Linked DNA regions of Callithrix jacchus: region 1 is linked to region 2. Evidence: chromatin contacts called from public Hi-C data. All regions are on one chromosome and are shown on one strand. Each heading gives the region's core, a stretch centred on a gene start, on an enhancer-like site or on the middle of the called end of the contact. The rest is flanking DNA. Distances are from core to core; before and after follow the strand shown.

Evidence for each region. Hi-C and Micro-C count contacts between places; a contact is called where the count stands out from the background.
Region 1: a contact with region 2 is called in a Hi-C map of induced pluripotent stem cells, with 1.8 times the contacts expected there. The contact joins the enhancer-like site here to the promoter of KCNJ12 in region 2. A contact is called at or near these places in 2 of 3 Hi-C or Micro-C datasets (induced pluripotent stem cells and skeletal muscle).

What each region holds. Positions count from the first base shown.
Region 1 is chr5:64,673,365-64,676,679 of calJac240_pri, reverse strand. It overlaps MAP2K3 (mitogen-activated protein kinase kinase 3), which reads left to right. Exons shown (of 12, transcript XM_078372351.1): 12 at 1-199. Among named protein-coding and RNA genes, the nearest start is that of MAP2K3, 31 kb to the left of the region's middle. Within about 2 kb of position 1,984, at least 4 of the 16 cell types and tissues checked have an H3K27ac peak or open chromatin away from gene starts, as enhancers often do. A contact at or near this core is called in skeletal muscle, where this site is marked.
Region 2 is chr5:64,617,210-64,620,304 of calJac240_pri, reverse strand. It overlaps KCNJ12 (potassium inwardly rectifying channel subfamily J member 12), which reads left to right and starts at 1,702. Exons shown (of 5, transcript XM_078372349.1): 1 at 1,702-2,211; 2 at 2,595-3,073.

The DNA.
Region 1 (3,315 bases), core at 735-3,234, 56 kb before region 2:
GCTCAGAGAAGTGTAGGGGGAGCCTTCCAGCTCACTCCTTGAGGACCGGCTCCATAGGGGCTATGGATTTGCTTTGGTGGTGTTTTAAAAAAAGAAAATATATTTTTTTGAAAAAAGGACTGCCCATCCTGGGTCCTTTCCTGATGGGTTGGGGCAGGTACCTGGTTGCTGTTTTAATTAAAAAAAGATAAGGACTAAAGGTTGTGTAAGACTATGTGTGACACCTGCGAGCCCCCCTCGTACTCGGGGAAGGTTGTGGTGCCTCGAGGGACCCTTGCCTCTGGGCTAGGGCCAGGGTGGCGTGCTCAGGGGAGGGAGGGCTGCCGACCCACCAGGCCCTCCTACATCTGAGGACACAGAGGCCTCCAGAGGGCTGTGACAAGGTGACATCCTGTGACCATCCAGGCACCAGGCCCTATACTGACGCTGGAAAGAGCAGCGAGCATGCAGGCCCAGTCCCCTGGTGGCAGCCACCCATCCCACTGTCCTGGAGCAGTGATGACAGCCAGGTGCACAGAGTGGTGAGCACCCAGACACTGTGCCTTGACTGGACACAGTGGCCTCATGGAGGTTACATGACCTCCATTTACAGATGGGAAAACAGAACCAGAGAGCTGATTATCACTTGCCCAAAGCCATACAGCTTATAAGACAGAAGAACAGACTAGGGGACAGGTAGTGGGCTCCGGAGAAGGCTCTGAGGGGAGTGGGGACAGCTTAATGAAGGTGCCCATGCAGGGTCCCCTCTGGCCCCATGACACTAGCAGCATGGCCGGGCAGCAGGGAGTTTGTTCACGTAAGCGGGGTGTGCTTGGCTTCGGTACCTTTGGATTCGGAAGTTCAGCTGATGGCCTGAAGGACTTGGGTCCACCTTGGTTGTTCATCAGTCTCAGTTCACCCCCTCATGGGGACCAGCCAGGACCCAGGGACTCCAACAGCTTGGCATACCGGACCCAGCATACCCCCAGATCCCAGTGCTGGCTCGTACCAGCTGGGAAGGAGTCGCATTCATCCCGATGCTGGGAGGGTGGGCGTGATGGCCCAGGTCAGGTCAGGCATGAGGGGACTCAGCCCGCCATGGCTCAAGGTCCAAGAGCAGGGCCTTTGTGGTCCTCTGAGGAAGGTTAGGGTGTGTTCCCAGGAGGAGGGTCCCCATGGGGTCTGTCTCTGCACTCCTCCTGTCCTCCAGCCCCAGTCTGGGACAGGCCTCTGCCCACTAACCCTTCCCTGGCACAGGGGCTAGCAGTTCCTGGGAGCTCTTGTCTCCCTCCCTCCATCCTTCAATCATGAAGACTTGTTCTCACCCCAGGGCCTTTGCACTGACTGTCCCCTCTGCCTAGAACACCCCCTCCCCCGACTTTTTATGGCTGCCCCCCCATCCCGGTCTCCCATGTCACCTCCTAAGGGAAGTCTTCCAGGATCATGGTGGCTCAAATAGCCTCTGCCTACCAGGCCCAACCAATCTAGCGCATTATCCTGAGTTATCCAGGCAGACCTCACTTGCCACTGTTGTGTCGTCAGCGCTGAGGATGCTGCCGACACCGAGGGATCCCTCGGCTTCTGCTGAATGAACACATGAAAGAATGAATGAGGGAGGGAGGGAGGAAGGAAGGGAATGAATCGCTTGCCCAGGCGCCAGCGGGGCCACCCACCCGGGTACCGGGGCGCGGTCCCAGGCGCTATTTCCTGCAGCCGCCAGGGGGCGGTAGAGCTCGGCTTCGACCGCGTGCCCCGGAGCCCCGCCCGACCCCGGGCGCCGGTCCGAGTCCTCGGGAGCGCGGGGCCAACACGCGGCTGGGGGCCAAGGGCTTGCCACCCGTCAGCCCAGCTCGGTCTCCGAGGCCGGCCTGCCCGTGTGCACCCCCTGGCCCAGCACTCGGGGCTTCCAGGGGCTCTGCAGTCTGCGGAGTGCCGCGGACCTCAAGCCTAGCGATTTACCGTGCGCGTCCCTGCGGATGACCCAGCGTGCCGCAGCTCACCGCGCCCCTCGCGGCTCGCAGGCCTGGCCGGACGCCGCAGCCCTTCACAGAGAGCCGGCCCTCCGCACACGACTGCCGCCCGGGTGGTGTCCAGTTCCCTTGCGGCTTATGGGGCCCTTTGGCTTCTACAGAGCGTGTCCAACCATCAGAGTGGGGAAGCCAGTGTGCAGATCAGTGACATCTACAAAGCCCAGGCCCTGACACTTTATACTACCCACGACCTCCGTGGAGGTCCCAAGAGGCGCGTCCCCTCTCCCATGTTTCCTGGAGGAGGTGTGGGATGGAGGTGGGGAATGGCCCGACCCCCTCTCCCCCGAGGCCAGACGCCCGCATTTCCTGTCAGGCAGCAAGGGCCGGACAGACGCCTCTTCCAGTCCCGGGATTAATGAGTCTCTGGACCGGGAGATGGCAGAGGCACGTGGACTTTCTGTTCAATTACAGCCGTGAGCGCCTGCTCATCAGGCAGCATTAAAAATGCAGCAGACAGGCCTAGCCTCCTGTAATCCCAGCACTTGGGAGGCTGAGGCAGGTGGACACCTAACATCGGGAGTTCGAGACCAGCCTCGCCAACATGGTGAAAGTCTGTCTCTACTAAAAAAAATACCAAACTTAGACGGGTGTGGTGGCGCACGTCTGTAATCCCGGCTATGCGGGGGGGACTGAGACAAGAGAATCGCTTGAACCCGGGAGGCGGAGGTTGCAGTGAGCTGAGATGATGCCACTGCACTCCAGCCTGGATGACAAGAGTGAGAGATTCCATCTGAAAAAAAAAAAAAAAAAAAAAAAAAAAGGCCAGGCGTGGTGGCTCACGCCTGTAATCTCAACACTTTAGGAGGCTCAGGCGGGTGGATCCAGCCTGGGCAATATGGTGAAACTCCATCTCTACTAAAAATACAAAAATTAGCCTTGGTGGCGCTCGCCTGTAGTCTCAGCTACTTGGAAGGCTGAGGCAGAAGAATAGCTTGAACCTGGGAGGCTTGCTATGGAGGTTACAGTGAGCTGAGATCGTACCACTGCACTCTAGGCTGGGCGACAGAGCGAGACTCCGTCTCAAAAAAAAAAAAAAAAGAAAAAGAAAAAGAAAAATACAGCAGACAGGCCTGCGAAGGGTCAGGGAGGCGGCGGAGGGAGGATTTGGTGAATTCCCTTCTAGAGGCCAGGGCGGGAAGCCTCTCCTCTGCTCAGATCTCTGCTGTGGCTCCTGCCTTTGGTGGGGGCCTCCTGATGGTCCACGGCGCCTCACCCTGGTGCCTGCTCCCGCCTCCCTGTACCCTGTGCCTTGCTCCCTGCACTTTACCCAGAGCCTGGCAGCAGGGCCTCTGGACTGGCTGTCCCA
Region 2 (3,095 bases), core at 453-2,952:
TCCGAGGACCAAGGTGACCTGGGTGGTTGCCCTGGCTTGGCCCTGGCTCATCCCAGCCCACACTTGGCCCCCAGCGCCACTCCCTTGGAAGACCAGACCCTGGCACATTGAGTTCTGAGCACAGAGCTGGCTTGAGCCTTCAGAAGTGAAAGACTGTTTCACAGACAGAGGTCCCATGAAGGTCGCTCCAGGGTCTGCTCAGCTCCAGGCACAGAACTGAAAACTTCTCTGGAAGCCTAGAGCAGACACACCGAGAGGTCCAGCCTGACCACAGGGATAGGGGACAGTGGGAAAACAGAGGACTTGAGAGAGCCCAGAGCCAGAGGCTGAGCTGCGGGGCAGGTCCTGGAGGCTGGCTTCTGGCCTTCCCAGCATTGGGAATTCTTGCCCGACCCTGCTGCCCGGTCATGAGGCTTTATTCCATTTACAAAATAACTTGATTTAAAAAAATTGCGAAAGCAATAAATGCTTGCTGTACAAAATGCAAACAAAACAGCCCTGAAAGCGTATGATGTGCCCACACGCCCGGAGGGCAAACGACTCCTTCCTCATGGCCGAGTGAGGCTGGGCTGCGCACCTGCCCATGTCTCTCGCCAGTGAAGGGAGGCATGGGCTCTCACCAGGTGGGCCTGAGCCCAGAGCCCCGAGAAAACAGGTAGACACCTTCCTCCGAGCAGCAGTGAAAGAGGAAAAGGTCCCAGGAGGACACAATCACCAACAATTTGTCTCCAAACTTCCAGATTTTTCTCTTTGCGAAGCAAATCTGTCGTTTTTATTAACATAAACAGAATCACGCAACAGGCCCCACGCTGCCTCCTGATTTTTTTTTTCTCTGCATGTGTTGGGGGTACAGTGTGTTTTGGACAGCTCACACTGCTGTCAGGACCTATTTCAGCATCAGGCCCGATTCAGAGGGGCCCTGGTTCCAGGGCTGCGGCCCTGCCCCCACGAGGAAGGAGGGTCACGGGGCTGGTGCTGGGGCAGAGGCCCTATCTGTGGAGTGATGACCCCACGTGGGGACAGGGAGGAGGCAGGCAATGCCCACCAGGGTGGAGAGGGGCTGATAATTGGCCGGATTATCCCGGCGGGGAGGCCTCCTTGGGGAAGCTATTTTTAACTCTGAGAGATGCTGCAGCCACTTCCCTCTCTCTCTTTATTGCCCTTTATTCCTGGGGCCTGCAGGCTGTGCCCGCCTTCCTGGAAGCTCTGTCCCTTTAGAGGCAGGGAGGGATGAAACGCTCCCCACACATCATACAGAGTGGTCCCCACATGGCTCTGCCAGGCAGGGTTCTCATGCGCCCCGTTTCAGAAAACGAGTGAGAGCTTCAGAAAGCTTGAGGGGATTTTGGAGGACTTACTGGTCTTTTTACATCTATCGCTTTCACCAGCAGCCCCTTGAGGCTGTTGGAAATTTCCTAAATTAAAAATGGGATGGTTTTGGCTTATAATAAAAAGCCCGGGGTGGATCTAAGGGGCTCCAAAGACCAGCCCAGATTCTTGTTTCTCTCAATATCTCAGCTCTGCTTTCTCTGGGTGGGTCTCATTTCATGTGGGCTCACCCCACGTGGAGGCAAAGGTGACGGGACCCCTGGCCAGCCCCGAAGCCCTGGAAAATACAGCTCCTGCTTTCCCGCAGACCCAGCGAAAGTCCTAAGGCTGATTCTCATTGGCTGGCTTCAATCACGTGTCCATCCCTCAACCAGTTGCTGTGATGCTAGCAGCCAGACCTGGGTCACTCACCTACCCCTGGGCCCTGGGGCTGCCCCAGGCCCACAGGAAACATATGGTAGAGGGTGTGGTGTAGGAGGAGGGAGACCCCAAGAACAAGGCTCTCAGAAGAGCAGCTTGGACACGGGCGGACTTGGACCAGCATCTCGCATGCCTCTAAGTCTCGCCAGGACAAAAACTCTGACACCCAGGCCTGGCCAGGAGATGCCAGATGGAGCACGGCTGAACGTCGTGGCCTGAGCCCGGGCCCTGGCGGCTGCCTTCCGGGCCGCGGTTAGCGCATCCTCCTCCCAGCCGCTGCTCCAGCAGAGGGCGGGGCCGCGGGAGTGCTGGAGCCCGCACACGGGAAATCAGTAAACCGGCCAGCTCCAGGCCCAGCTGATCAATGCCCGCTTCCTGACGGGGCAGGAGGGACTCAGTGTCCTGTTTCCAGGGCCACCAACCGTTCCTGAAGTTCCGTGTGCCTCAGATCAATACCGCAGGGTCAGCCAGGGGCCCGCGGGCACCTAGGCAGGGGGAGGGGCGTGCGCATGTGGGTGCGACTGTGTGCGGGTTCGAGCCACGTTCCCACTGTGCTCCGGGGGCAGCCGTGTCCTCTTGGGGCAAGTGCTTCTACCCACCCAGGCGTCATTTCTCTGTGCATCTGCCTGTGGCCTGTGGTGCAGGTTGGCATTTAGCCTGCAGCCTGGTGCCTGCCTGGCACGTGGTGGGCGTCGGCCCTTGTCACCCTTGCTGTTAGTATCTTCAGAGTGTCTAGTGACAAAAGGTATTAAGGAAAGAGACTGGGCTGAGGGCGGGGCTGCTGGAACTGGGCTCTTCTCTGAGGCTCACTGCCTGAGTGACAGATCCTCTTTCCACCTTTCCAGGTAGGCTGTGGACCCGGCTCAGGTGGAAGAGGACCCTACCAGAAATGCATATCCTGGAACCGGCCAGCACCTGGCCTCCCGCCTGCCTTATGGTGGGTGGGGGTGGGAGGCCAGGTGAGACCCAGACCCGGGCAGCCTGCCTGGAGGAGGGGGCAAGGCTTGTGATGACAAACAGTCTGATTTCCGGGGCCAGCGTGGCTTCGTGATGGTGCAGGTGGAGTTGGGAGTGGCTGTGACGGCCAAGCTGTGCAGAGAGGAGGCTGGGAGAACCCTCATGGCTGAGACGTTCCTGAGCTGGGTCTGTTAGCACTGGTCTGCACTCATGGCATGCCCTTGGTGTGCCAGGTCCTGGCCTGCAGACATGCCTGGAGGACAAGCTCCTGCCCTCCTGGGGGTGCCATGCTGGTGGGGGATATGACAGTGAGCCAGACACCTCAGAGAGTGGCCAGCTCGAGAAGAACACACGCTGGGCACAGCAGGTGAGTCCTGGTGGTTGGCAGG